Linked DNA regions of Rattus norvegicus: region 2 is linked to region 1. The links are chromatin contacts, called in public Hi-C maps. All regions are on one chromosome and are shown on one strand. Each heading gives the region's core, a stretch centred on a gene start, on an enhancer-like site or on the middle of the called end of the contact. The rest is flanking DNA. Distances are from core to core; before and after follow the strand shown. Region 1 overlaps Add3 (adducin 3). Region 2 overlaps Mxi1 (MAX interactor 1, dimerization protein).

Region 1 (7,377 bases), core at 1,816-4,315:
TAGGAAACACATCAGCTAACATTTAAGAGGGATACTTCCTCCTGCAAGGAAAAGGCTTGAATATCAGGTTATAAAGCTCTTTTTTTTTTTTTTTTTTGAAGGGACAGTGGACATACCTGATATTTCCCGTAACCAGCTGAAGGTAAAAATATAGTTGAGAAATGTAAGGCAGTAACGTAATGTCATTAAAACCAGTGTCTCAAGTGTGCGCATGTATATGTGTGTGTTGACAACTTATTTTACTTTTGTGTGCATGTGTGTTTTGAGTGTGCACACATGCTCTGAATCAGGGTTTGGGTGCACATACATGTGTGTGGAGATCAGAGGGCAACCTTGGATGTCATTTCTCAGGAGCTATCCACCTTGTTTTGTTTGTTTTTTCTTTCTTTCTTGAGTGTTTGTTTTGAGCCAAGCCTCAGTGTGTAGCCCTGGCTAGAACTTCCTAAGTTGATTAGGCTGATCAGAGATTGGACAGTCCTTTGCCTCTTAAGTGCTGAATGTAAAGGTATGTGCTGCCATACCTGGCCTCATCTTGTTCTGTGACCATCTCTGACTGAGACTTGAGGCTGCTCGCCTTTAGTTAAGCTGGCTGGCCACCAGCCTAGGTCACAATCTTTCACCACCATGCCAGCACTGTGATTCCAGGCACATGGCTTCATTCTTGGCTTTTTCTTTTTCAATTTACTTTTTAAAATCACACATATTTGCTTGTATGCACTGGTGCAGTCATGCACATTGTGTCATGGAGTATGATGTGGAAATCAGAGGGCAGCTCGAGGTTGTTAGCCTTCTCTTTCCACCGCATGGGTCCCCACCAGGGATCAATCTCCCGTTGCCAGGCTTGGAGGCAGGTGCCCTTACCCACTGAGTCCTCTTGCTGGCTTCTTACGCAGTGCTAAGGATCAAACTCAGGTTCTTATGCTTGATGGCAGACACTTTACTCAGTGATCTCCTTAGCCCCTACATAATAATTATAATTATTACATTATGCATTAAGGCAGGTAGCTATCAAGCATTGAATCACAAACAGAACTTACTTCTGCGTAATATGCATAAACTCATTTTATTATTTTAGCCATCCCTTTGAGATTTAGTTTGTGATATTTTATTATATGTCTCTCACTAAGAACTGTCCTTAGGTGAAAGTGGAAAGGGACCCAGAGATCTGAGTCAGCCCTTTGAGCTCAACTTTCAAGGCTCGCACTTAGAGTGACTGGTCACCTGCTATTAAGCTTTCCAGCTGACGTAAGCTTTAAACTGATATTTCTGAGATCTTGGGGATTTGGTTATGTCTTTTATTTGTCATTGTCCCCAGTATTAGTGTGGCATTCTCCCACAGTAGGTCCACTCATTCTGTGCAAGGATAGCATTTCTTTCTTTCTCTCCCACACAGCACTCTCATCTTTTGTTCTGTTGGAATGACGGGGGATATAGTTACTTGATATGCCATAGAACTCCCCACACTATAGAACGTTGAAAACACTACTTACAATTCTCTGGAAATGAGCCCACCAACTGTTAGCTGCACAACTTTTCTGCTTTCACTTTCTATGTGGAAAAGGACACTAGGGTCAGTCTTGTAAGAGCTGAGGAGGTATCTGGAAGACATTAGTGGAGTTGTGATTGGGCATTAGACCTTGATACCTGGGACTTCACTGCTGCTTATGGGTCTGGGATAGATGCTGGTAGAAAGGGAAGGAGCTGGCCATGATGTCAGCACACTGCTTTTCTGCCACAGTCTCTTTCCTTTTCTTAAGCATGGACTAGTGTGTTGCCCCATCTTGCCATTTGCTTCTAACTTTTATTGTCAGGATAACATTCATTCTCTCTCCTGGGAAAGCTGGCTCTTTTCTCAGGTTGATTCCTGTGTCACTGCTGAAAATTCACTTTTTGGAAGAGAAGATACTGGAAGGAGTTTCTCCCATTTCCACAGTTGACTTGCTTTTTAAGATCTCTGAAGACAGAAGTGGGAAAACCACACACCCACATGTGTGTACACAGCACGTTCACATACCTGTGGGCCCCAGGGATCTTCTCCTCTCCATCTTCTGGGGCTGGGGGTGTAAGTTTGCACCCCCAGGGTACCTTTCCTCTGCATACTGGGGATTGAGCTCAGACCCTCTGCTCTGTAGCAGCTTTGCCTATTGCACCATCCTAGCCCAGGGGTCATTCTTTTGTTTTAATGGTCCTTACTATTTTATGTATACGAGTGACACATCTGTGCACCACATCTGGCACCCTAGGAAGTGGTAAGCCCTCATGTGGGTGCTGGGAATTAAACCACTGAGCCAACTCTCCGGCCCCAGCCATTCTTGAGTAGAGTAACATACATATCAGCAGTGAATGAGAAGTCCTCATTGCTTTAAACACATTATTTTTATAAAGCTAGATCTGCCATGGTTTTGTGTCAGAGTGTTTGATCTATTTAAGTAGATACTGAAACTTGTTTTCTTTCTTTTAAAAAGATGATTTATTTCTTTTCTGTGCATTGGTGTTTTGCTGGCATGTGTATCTGTGGGAGGATGTTGGATCCCCTGGGAGTGCAGTTACAGACAGTTGTGAGTTGCCATGTGGGTGCTGAATTGAATCCAGGTCCCCTGGAAGAGCAGCCAGTGCTCTTAGGAGTCATCTTTCTCCAGTCCTCACAGCCCCTCCAGCTTATTTCCAATTAGTGCTGAAACTAGTGTATGTGTCCTGATGAAAGGTGATGAGGATGGCATCATAGTTCTCCAAACACTCTGCAACCATTAGTTGTTTCCCTAATGAAAAATGCATCCCAGACAAGGACATAGTCAGCAGCATGTGAATATTGTCATGGTTATCACGAAATGCCATGAGGGGGCATTTTATGCCTGAATAAGAAACTTATTCTTGCTTGCCAGGGTAAAGGCTCTGAGAAACTGGTTACTTGGCAGTCAGTTGAGTTACTGGTTACATGGCGGTCAGTGAGTTACTGGTTACATGTTGCATTTGATGTATGTAATAATCTCAGCTTCTCTGGGCTTTTTCACAGGCAAGGACCCAAACACCAGGCTTTTCAGAGGGTAGGAAGTACCCGTGGGCTATTTTAAGGTTTCTGGTTTGAGCCATCTGCTTTGATGAAAGCATTCCTGGAGGAATTTGATTATCAGTTGAGTACTTTGAAGGAGTCCCTGCTCTGCGTCTGTCACACCTGACTGTCACAACAGGACTTCCTAGAGCCCCAAAGAGAAGAGTGCCATCTACTGAATGGCCAGCATCAGGTTGAGCAGTGTCTAAGTTTTCCTCCAGACTCAGGCAGTTTCTGAGGAACCAGGCCTTGACTCATTGGGAGGATCTGAAAGGCTCTTAGAGTGGAGCTGTTGCCTGCCCAACTTTAATTACAATTCCCAGCAGGAGGCCGGACTGACTGCCCTGAAGAGCCAGTTCAGCACCGGTCGGAGTGCCTGGCAAAGGAGAAACCTTAAGAAGTTGTTGGATTGATATTAAAAACAGTCAGGCCATGATGAAATTAATAAACTAGGTGGTAAACAAAATTGTTTTGAGGTATTTTTATCCCTAGGTCTGGTTATTGATGGCCCCAGCAAACAGGAATGAACTTTCCCCTCCTTGTGCTTTTTCTCTTGTCTCACTGAGTGGACACTGATTCATAGTGGGCTTGCTTTTGTTTTTGATGTATCCTAGCTATCTTCTAGGTTTTGGTTTTGTTTTCCTGTCTTCCTAAAACTGTAGAAGCAGGAGTAGATACAGCTGGAGTTAGTAAAAACTGTTAGAGGTCAGTAGAGGCCACTGGAACAAACCTGTCATAGCCAGATGAGAAGAAACTTCGGCAGGAAGAACTGAAAAGAGAAATTGTTACTCTAAGGCTCCCCTTGGCGGTTCCACATTCGTTATATAACTAATTGTTACTGTGCGAATGCCCTTGATTGTTGTACGTTCGTTACATAACTAATTAGGTAGCCATTCTTATTAGCCCTTAGTAAGAATGCCAGAGTCATGTTAAAGTATTGCATTTGTCTGCTTTAGTGAGACTTTCAGATGAGCACACAGTCAGGAGTTTATTCTAATGATTCAAAGTTATTTCTAAGTACCGTGCTGGGATGTTCACAGGTTTATGCATTTCCTTGTTGATGACTGCACAGAAGGTTTGAACCAAGATTAGAATATTTTTATCTTCGTTGTAAATTATTTTCTTTTAGATGGGTGAGCAGATGGGTAAATAGGATTGAAATTTCACTAGACTAAAGAAATATTCATGACAGATTTTTTAAGTATTCAATATTTGCTTTTTCTGTATTGTTTGTTTGTTCCTTTTGTTTTCTATTAGTTCAAGCCAGCATGAGGAGTTTATGTACCATAAAGTAAGTTATTTCCCATGCTGTAGCCATTGTTCCTAAAATATATGGCTTCCTGGGTAGGTGGGTGAGTTAACCTTACAGGTCTCTCCTGGCTCAGTTATGGTGGGGAACAGAGAGATGTTTGTTAGTTGTTTTTATTTTTATGTATCATTCATTCTAGTTGTTAGGGTGTGTGTGTGTGTGTGTGTGTGTGTGTGTGTGTGTGTGTGTGTGTGTGCATCTGTCCATCCATCTGTGTGATACGGTGGTTGCCGATGGGAGCACTGGAAGTTGCATTGGGGTCCTCTGTAACAACAGCGTTGTCCTCTTAGATGCTGAGCTGTCTCTCCAGCTCCGTGTTTTACCTAAATAGTTTTAAATGGTAGGACTTGCTGTGTGGGGCCCTGATAGCCCATACGATAGCCCACGTCCATAGCACAACAGAATCCAACCACGTACCCCTCAGATCCTGAGGGAAACCTCAACGTCATGTGCACACCAAGTGTGCTCTATACTCCACGAAGCATGATGTATCGTGCACATCTATAGCAGTACTTTATTGAATTCATGGAGCCATTCAATTAAGAGATTTATAATTGTGTGTGTGGTGCCTCACACCTGGAACACCAGCACTTGGGTAGTTGAGATTTTGAAAGAGGAGAATTGTGACCAGTTCAAGAATACCCTGGTCTACGTCTATAGTTACTGGCTACAACATAGGCTCCTGTTTCAAAACAAAACAAAACAAAACAAATGGACAAATGACTTGCTTACTCTTGTGTACTGTTCTTATTTACGTTATATAATTTACCCTTAATAGATGTCCTTATTAGAAAGCTAAAGGTCATTGTTTTGATATAACTAAAAGCTTCCTTTTTTAAAAAAAAATTCTATTTATGTGTTTGTGTGTGGATTTGTGCATGTCCATGTAGTACCTACAGATGCCAGATCCTATGGATGTCAGATCCTCTGGAGCTGAAATTATAGGCAGTTTTGAGCTGTCTTATGTGGGCTCTGGGAACTGAACCCAGGTCCTCTGCAAGATCAGTACATACTTTGAACCACTGAGCTGTTTGTCCAGCTCCTAATGGAAAGTTTCTGACCCGTAGTTCAGCAACAGCCAGCAAACATTTGTTTTCATAGTAAGGAGATGACACTCATCCAGTCCCTACGAATCCCATAGATTATGAAGAGCATAGTTCCTCAGGGTCTCACTCTGCCTTTAGAGCTAGGAAAGGTCAGCAGTACAAAGACATTAATTGCCAGTATGTGTTGAATGTCAGATGACAGGCTCAGAATACAGATTCCGTAGAAAAAAATACTGCATGGAGTATTTAGACAGAGGGAAAAGAGTAGGTCTAAAGGGAAGGTAGGATTTTACTAGTTTGAAAGGACAGAAAGAATGTGTGGGGGCTGGAGGGATGGCTCAGCAGTTAAGGGCACTGACTGCTCTTCCAGAGGTTCTGAGTTCAATTCCCAGCAACCACATGGTGGCTCACAGCCATCTGTAATGGTATCTGATGCCCTCTTCTGGTGTGTCTGAAGACAGCGACAGTTACTCACATACACAAAATAAATAAACAAAACCTTAAATATATATATATAAAAAAAAGAATGTGCGGAAGAGATTTCTGTCCGTGATGTGGTTTTTCTATAGCATGATGGAGGTTATTTTGGGGAGTGGCTCACAGGCTCTTCTTTTCATTATTTGTTCTAGAATGTTTCAGTTGTGAATTCGGACTTGGTCATGCTTACAGTTTACTCCTTGTAAAAGAATATGACTGACGAAGGCACATTTGGTGTCCTTGTGTGTTAAAATATGAAGAGTTGTGGTACATCCTCTTAAGAGGCTCGAGATGCTTGTCAGTGCAAAGAACACGAACCTCTCTGATTAGTGGTTTGGGTTACAAAGTAGCTAAGACACCTCTGGTGGTATGGTGTGGAGATCCCGGGAATGGGTTTCATAGAAGGCACATGCCATGCACGTCCTTGTCCGCGAATGTCTGTGTCAGCTCAGAGGGTAGATCGCATCACTCTAGGGGCGTGTTACCTCTGGAGTTTGAATTCTTCTGAAGCCGGGGCCTTTGGCAGCAGCAGGTCCTTTCCAATAAGCAGGGCACCTTTCCTAAAGCACACTGTACAAACATTGTCGGGTGTTTTTCCAGAAATGGCGAGTTCAGCTCTCATCCTGATCGTATTGTGCTTAGGACTGCTGTTTCCTCGTACGTGTTTCTATGGCCTCCGTTTAGATTTCCTCCTTTTGAGCAGCTTGATGCTTCTTCCTTCCCTTTGTTCCTTTATTCATTCAGCAAACATTTATTATGCAGTTAGTGGTGCACTGGCTCTGTTGTAACTACGGAGGAGTTAATAAGCAGAACACACACTCTTCTGATCAATGGAGTTGGTGTTTGAGAGAATAGATATAAATAAATGAATATATTACATGCCATGTCATGCAGAAATATAGAACAGGAGAGAAAATAAACAGAACTTTGGGGGTTAGATATCAGTTTAAATAGAATGACTGAGCAGGTGGCATGTGAACAGAGAGGCGAGACAGGGAAGGGTTCTGTGTGAATATATGAGGAAAACATTGCAGGCACAGGAAACAAGCCCAGAGCCCTCCATGCTCACATAGCTGATGGAACAGAATGGGGGAAGAGGAAACAGGAAGCCCAGGGTGGTTTGGACAAAGATATGGCAGTCTGACATGTATTCCTTTCCTTTCTGTTAATTCTTCTTTCATATATATTTCATTTGGATTGCAGTTTCCCCTCTCTCCCTCTCCCTCCCCTTCCCTTCCAGTCTCTTCTCTCACCATTTCCCCTCTTCCCCTGGATCCACCCCCCCATCCAGAAAAGAACAGGCCTTCCAGGGTCTTCAACCAAGTACATTAAATGACAGTAAGACCAGGCCCATATTCTTACACCAAGCCTGGGTGAGGCAACTCAGTAGGAGGAACAGGGTCCCAAAGGCAGGCAAAAGAGTCACATCGACCTCTGCTCCCACAGTTAGGAATTCCATAAGAACACGAGCCGCACAACCGTAGCATACGCTAACG
Region 2 (7,377 bases), core at 1,603-4,102, 220 kb after region 1:
TATTTCTTCTCCCTTCTATGTGCTCATTCTGTTGAATATTGGAAAAATTAAAATAATAAAGAGTACAAATTTAATCCCAACTAGAATATGATATGATTGGGGCTGGAAAGATGGCTTAGTGGTTAAGAGAACTTGCTGACCTTGCAGAGGACTGGTGTCTGATTTCCAGCGTTCTTGTGATCTACATGGTTTTTAACTCCAGACCCAGCGAATGCAGAGCCATCTTCTGGCCTCTGCGGGCGTTGCACACATAGTGGTGCACGTAAGGGCAGCATGCATAAGGGCAGCACACACACACAGGGTCTTCCTTTAAAAATACAACTATGTTGTATTTTTAAATAAATAGTATTAACAATCTGAAGGCATATGTAAGGAGGGTCGCATGAAGGACACAGTAGTGGGCTGAATTGGTAACAGTTGGCTAGGTGTGGTGGCACTCTTAAAACTGCAGTATTCAGGAGACGGTGGATCGAGAGGGGCCAGCCTGGTTTATATAGCAAGATTCCAAAGACAAAAGTGAGTGAAGTGCTCAGCATCCAGACCCTGGAGATAAGGGCGTTCTGTGGAATGGGCACAGGCAGAAGCAGTCTGGATGTGAATCATCTGTACGAGGGTGTGGATCATGGGATGTATGGCCGGGGAGGCGGGAAGCAGAGGGCAGAATTCCATCTTCAAAGGGGCAAAGATCACTCCAGGCAGCTTCACAGATCTTTCTAGAATGTAGCTCAGAGGTGTGACAGGGTGGGCAGCTGCTTACTGGGGGCCATTGTTTCTGACCCTCTGGCACTTGTTGTTCTTCCCACCTGAGAGTTGTAACATTGCAGCCTGCACAGAGTCTTTCTTGAAAAGAATACAAGTTTGTCACAATTAGTTGAGAACTCAGATGTCACTTCCTTTACATACAGATACACACTCACTCACACTCTCACACTCACACTGTCACACACTCTCTTACATGTTCACATGCTCTCACACTCACATATTCTCACTCACTCCCACATACACATTCACATATACACACGTACACACTCACACACTCACACAAACACTCACATACTCATGCACACACACACTCATATATACACACTCACTCATACACATATACACTCACACATACACACTCACACTCACACACACATTCTCTCACATATACTCACACACACACACTCACGCTCTCATACATATACACACTCATACACACACTCTCACACATATACACACTCACACTCACTCACATACACTCACACAGACTCTGTCACACATACACACTCTCACACATACACACTCACACTCACACACAAACACTCATTCTCTCACATATACTCACACATACACACACACTCACTCTCTCATACATATACACACTCATACACACTCATACACACATACTCTCACACATATACACACTCTCACTCTCACATACACTCACACAGACTCTGTCACACATACACTCACTTTCACACACTCACACTCTCACATATACACACTCCCACACACACTCTCACACATACACACTCTCACACACTCAGACACACACATACACACTCACATACACATAGACACCCTTTACCTTGTCTCTTTCTCATATCCTCTTGACCCTGCTCCCCTGCCCATTCTCGTCTATACTCCAAGTCTTGGGGATACATAATCTCAGCCATGAGTCAGAAAGGCCATCCTTAAGTCCAAAAACCCTACTTATCAGCTGGAACTGCTAGCAGTTTTCTGGAGGTCTTGAGATATTTAGTTTTCATTAATTAAACCTATTTTAATTGTATGTATGCGTGATTCCCCCTATGTGGGCATGTTCACGTAGATGCGGATACCCTGGAGTTCAAAGGTCAACATTAGGTCCCCGGAGCTCCTGTTACAGCGGTGGGGAGCAACGCAGCACGGTGCTAGAAATTGAACTCCGGTCCTCAGCAAGAGCATTTGCCCTCTAAGCCCCGAGGCATCTCTCCAGTGCCACAGCTTTTGTTTTATAAGCGCATTTTGTGTTATGTCTGTTTATTTGTATATAAAATATTTTTACAGATTAGTTTAAGGAAAATAATGACTTTTGAAAGACACCGTATCTAACCTCTCACTCTCTGAGACAAGTACCTCCAGGATGTACATTATCCTCCCCTCTGAACGTTAGATTTAGAGTGGTCTTTAAGGACTTCACAGTGGATATATTGGTGCCCTTAGTGTGTTGGGGGTAGGAGAACAGAAGAGTCATAAATTTGAGGCAAGCTTGGCTATATCGCAAGTCCCAGCGTACGTCGATGAGCCCTTTCCTGCCAGCACTGACATGTGTCAGGTGTGTGTGCCTGTGCCTACGACTTCACTACGACACTCATTCACGCTTCTGTGTGGTTACTTTACAACACTGACTGAGAAGACTGTGAAGTAAAAGTTGAAAGATATGAAGAGGGTCCCAGCCCCTCTGTGTTTATTTCTGTTGTCACCGAGCCCCATGGCTCCCAGAGTCAAGTCTCACAGTGGGAAAATTCCCCTTGCCAGGTTACTGCCGTGAGCTGCCGGGGAAGCACAGTTACCAGATACTAGTTGATAAGAGCAGCTTGTCTAGCTCCCTTGTTTGATAAACAGAACGAGGTGAACGGGATATGATCATATATGTTTTCATAAATAAAATTCATGAGCAGAAAGCCGTGTGCTTGATTTATCTGGATCCATTTCTAATGCCATGTTTTAAAGTAAGCAGACAGATTTTCGCCTATCTTTAGAGACTCTCAATACATTAAACTGCGTGGAAACTTGAGTGTATAGAATGTGTAGGGTAGCAGCTCACGGCTGTCATGTGCAGGAGCGCGGAGGGAGTGAGAACTGGCAGCTGGCCAGACTAGCTTGAAGAATGCGGCTCCTGGGAGAACTCCCAGCCTGTTGCGTAACAGCAGAGAGGAGAGGGCAAGCTTGTCCCTATCACTCCGCTTATTTTCCATTTTGATTTAGCTACTTGGCAAAGTCTTGGTGTCCCGGGGCGGGAGAATGAAGGGCCAGGCCTCCGAGGGCATCAGCCAGCACTGTTTGTGGGGCCAGGCGGGGCTGGACTTCTCATTGTTGGGCTGGGGGATCGGTTTCCAGAAGGACTTGAAAAGCACTGCCGTGGGAGCTTTGGTTTGGTTTCTACGCTTTTCTTTTTCTGAAAGGGAATTCTTCCCGCAACTGCATGTGCTCTTAGTTGATGCGTCTACCCTCCACAGCGCCCTGTTTTGTAGGAAGTGTCTTCCTTGCATGTTTTGTGATATCTGTTTGTCAGTGGAGCTCAGAGGGTTTCTTCAGGGAAAATGACCCCACCCGACCAACATAATGGCAGCACCACCTCCTCTTTCCCAGTTTGAAGATGTGGGCCATTTTGATAGGACTAGGAAGAGCTGTTGGCTAGGAATTGCTACTTGAAAGAGCTCATTTTAAGGTGGACTTGAAAGTGGCTTTGAGACTCAGAGTGCGTTTGTGTGTCTCCGTCCTTCAGCCTCATCTTAACAGGCGGGCGGGGTTTGCTTAGCGCTAGCCTCTTCCGCAGGATTTGTTTTCACGCTGACCTACCAGAGATGTTAACATATTATATTTGGAGCTAACCCAGTGTTACAGAGTATCCGTGTGTTAATAAAAGTTAAGTAACCGATAACCAGGAAGTTAACATTTAAAAAAAATTGCCAAGTCCAATTCCTTGACTTTAAAATGTGACGTGCGGGATCCTTATTCTGGGTATCAGTCCTTTGTAGAGACCTCGGAAAACGTCACTGTGTATTTGATCCTGTTTTCCTCAGTGAGTATGGATTTCAGATCAAACTAGACCTTTTGTGTCTCTTGTGGCCTGTGATTGGGCAACCCCCTAACAGGAGGTTTTTGAGCCACCGGTCACTAGAATGGAGGCAGGAAAAGACCAGATGGCAAAAGGCAGGCCAATCTGTGGTTACCAGCAGAGGCCTGGGGTGAAGGGGACAGAGGAGGTACAACAGCCACCCAGCTCTTCTAGGAAAGCAGGTGACTCGCCTCACACTGATAGTCAGGGTGCACCCGCCGCTCCTAGAAGGAAGTGGCATGTGCGTGCACGAGGAGTTTGGGACAGCACAGCCCTGTTGGTCAGCTGGCAGCTGCCACCAATCCTTTGCTGTGTTTCACTTTGAAACACAAAAACTGTAGGAAGTGATACTTAGCTTCCGCAGGGACACCTTAGTAAGTAAGGCGCCCTATTCACTGGTCATCATCCTTCATACAGAGACAGGCGTGTCCTCTGGGCGTGTGCTGCGCCTTGGAGTGTATTTATAATCACCCGCCTGAAGAAATGTTCACAGTGGCCGAGGAAAACCCCTTCCAGAATGTAATTTTGCCTTGCCTATCCATTTTGGGCATTAAACTTTTGACTTGGTTTATTAATAAATTTAAAAATTTATTAAGACCCTGAAACTGAACACGGTGCTTCCTTACAGAAGGGCACCTCAGCCTTTTCCTCCTGTGTGAGGGAAACCGAGGCATTGTTAACCTCACAGGTTTTGTTTCTGTGGGGTTTTGTTGCTTAGCTGTTTGCAGCCCTGGGCATTGAGCTAGGACCATGTGCATGGTCCGAGGTCATTTACCCTGGACTCCAGCCTGTAATCTCAAGTCAGATCCCCTTTTCCTCCTTTAATTACCCGGAAAGTCCTCGCTTCTTCAGAGACAGATTCAAGACCCTTAAATCTCTAAAGCCAAGTTTCACCTGCTTTTAAAGGTCTGCCACCTCCCCCTGCGGATGTCCCCACACCTGGATTGCTTGCTTGGTGTACGCCTAGTGGGACACTCGGGAATCGGGTTCCTTCAAAAATTTTAATTTTTAAAAATTTTTATTATTTATTTTTTGCTCTCCCCAACCAAAGAAATACCTAAAATAATTTGAGTACACAAAAGAGACATGGCAAATATATAACCGAATAATCTGAGAAAGAGGGAGAGCAAATAGTACCCTGTTTGCTATTTTCTCCTTTAAATTTTGACATGTGGGGAATCACACAGGACCTTGCTGGTTAAGCACTTACTACTGAGTTACATCCTCGGGTTTGTCATTTCGGTAAAGGTTTTAGCATGACAAAACAAAAACGTGACTTAGCCTAGTGAAAGACTGGTTTTAAAACCTAAAATGTTAAAAGATAATTTGCCGCATGGGCGAACTTTTGGAATTGAGTAATTCGAACAATATCGTCAGAGTGTTCCTCTGACATACTTCCTTAATTTTTCTGGTTGCTCTCTTTACTTCTGTAGAAGGCTGAATTCAGAGCAGAGCCTCTAATTTTTAAGAGAATGGCCGGCCTGTGTCTCACCCTTGAGCCATGTCTCCTGAGGAAAGTTGTTAGGCAGAAACCGAGGGGATCTAGTGTAGAAGATAAAGCCACCTCCCCCGTGTGTGTGGTCTGGGTGTTGATTCTGGTCTGCTTAGCAAGAGGGACCTGAGCAATGCAACTCCTCGGCTGAGAGAATTAGGTTTGGAGCGACCTTTAAATTGTTAAGTAGAGAGAAGTGCAGACGTCCCTTCATCCGCTTTAAGTATATGCAGTTGCAGCCTGGAGTCAAGTGTTAGACTTGAGAGGACAGGCTCAGAAAAGACTGGAAATTCTCTTCCGATCGTTCAATCACTGTGGCTGGGCCTGTGGATGCTGTAAGGCCCAGCCATCATCAGCCAAACCTCTGGCCTCGCTGCCCTTAATCACCCTTGCTTGTCAGTGACACAGCTGACCACTTGTCACCTTTCCTGCCCCTCTCTCAAACGCTACATTGGAGATTGTCACTTGACATCATTTGTTGTGTATTAAGACCCAGTGAGCTAATGAGACTATTCTAGTCCCGTTTGAGAGAAAGAGGGGGCCTTGCGTTACCCTGATACAGTTGAGACTGTTGTAGAAAGTTCAGTTACAGCCCCAAAGGAGTCCACATGCCGCACGCCACTGAACTGTTAATGCTTGGTAAAGCAGACTCAGACTGGAGACTACAATGTTTTAATGTCTCCGTTATACGCGTGGTCACAGCTGGAGAGCGCAAGTGCGCGAGGCTCTCTGGAAACATTTCTAGGAAAAAATGCCCTCTGGTTTTTCCAGAGAAGGGACTGTCAGAGAACTTAGGACTTTGAGTAATTCTGTCACCTGTTTTCCCTGTGCAGAACTTAGGCTAGGTCGTGAGAAGGGAAGAGAAAGGGAGAAAGTAACCAAGAGCAGTCTGCTCACAGCACAAGTGGAGGCCTTCGTGCCGTGCTGGATCAATGGAACTGTCGTTTTTAGAAGTACTGCGGTGTGTGAAGACCAGGAAGTGTTGAGGTCATTCTGCCTACTGCATAAACAGCATCCAAGCCTGTAGGATGGCTACAGTTACTGAACAGTGTGGGTGCATGTGTGTGCGCGTGTGTGCGCGCACGTGTAATTACAAGGTGGAAGGAGATAGGAACCTTGGTGTTTTCTATCTCCTCTGAGGTACAGTAACTGCACCCTCCTCCAGCCTGCGTTTTAGGCATTCGGCACCCCTTTCACTCTAACAGCACAGTGGGGAGCTTACGAAGGGGCCTAGAGAACAGATACACGATCTCTGACAGAGTTCCTGGGGGGATGACAAAGTGACTTGTGTCTGCAGGGCACAAAGCGGTGGAGCGGGAGGCCAGCACCGCTGTGTGCAGGTACTTTGAAGAGTTGGGAGTGAGATGGTTGTTGGCTAAGGGCTCAGAGTCGCTGTTGTTAGATCCTGTGTGTCTAGTGGATATCCAGGCTGTGCTGATGAGATGATTTCTTCCTCAGACGAGCTCACCTGCGCCTGTGTTTAGAACGCTTAAAAGTTCTGATCCCGCTGGGCCCAGACTGCACCAGGCACACAACACTTGGTTTGCTCAACAAAGCCAAAGCACACATCAAGGTGAGAATCTTCGCTCCCATCTTTGCAACGCTTCCTGTTTGTGTTGTGTCCAGCTCACTGGGCCGTCCTCTTTGCTAACTGCCCTCCCTGAAACCTTTGTAAAGTCTTGCCAGCCAATCCAATGGCGCAGCACAATGTGATAAATGAAAGTGTATTTTTGACGGCGTGGCCGTTTAGACCTGAGAATGCTAGGGAAATAAGTGACCTTTCTGATGCCCAGAAGGAAGGCAGTTGCGACCCCTTGTGGAGACACTGTCTTTTGGCTTTCTCTCTCAGTAATTTTCCATCAAATACCACACTGCAGGAGGTTTCTCTTTGTGGAGGTTACCTCACAGACGTTTATAGTTCATTTTGTTCAAGTAATGGAGCGCTCATACGCAAAAAAGACAACTGGTTTTATGCTAAATTTGGGGTTGGGGATTTAGCTCAGTGGTAGAGCGCTTGCCTAGCAAGCACAAGGCCCTGGGTTCAGTCCCCAGCTCCGAAAAAAAGAAAAAAAAAAAGTAA

Evidence for each region. Hi-C and Micro-C count contacts between places; a contact is called where the count stands out from the background.
Region 2: a Hi-C map of Schwann cells shows a contact between it and region 1, with 7 times the contacts expected there. The contact joins two enhancer-like sites. A contact is called at or near these places in 2 of 12 Hi-C or Micro-C datasets (Schwann cells and frontal cortex).

The regions. Positions count from the first base shown.
Region 1 is chr1:262,158,861-262,166,237 of GRCr8, forward strand. The region is part of intron 1 of Add3 (adducin 3); the gene reads left to right. Among named protein-coding and RNA genes, the nearest start is that of Add3, 9.8 kb to the left of the region's middle. Within about 2 kb of position 3,066, at least 16 of the 93 cell types and tissues checked have an H3K27ac peak or open chromatin away from gene starts, as enhancers often do.
Region 2 is chr1:262,378,524-262,385,900 of GRCr8, forward strand. It overlaps Mxi1 (MAX interactor 1, dimerization protein), which reads left to right. Exons shown (of 6, transcript NM_013160.2): 4 at 6,756-6,870. Among named protein-coding and RNA genes, the nearest start is that of Smndc1, 24 kb to the right of the region's middle. Within about 2 kb of position 2,853, at least 56 of the 93 cell types and tissues checked have an H3K27ac peak or open chromatin away from gene starts, as enhancers often do.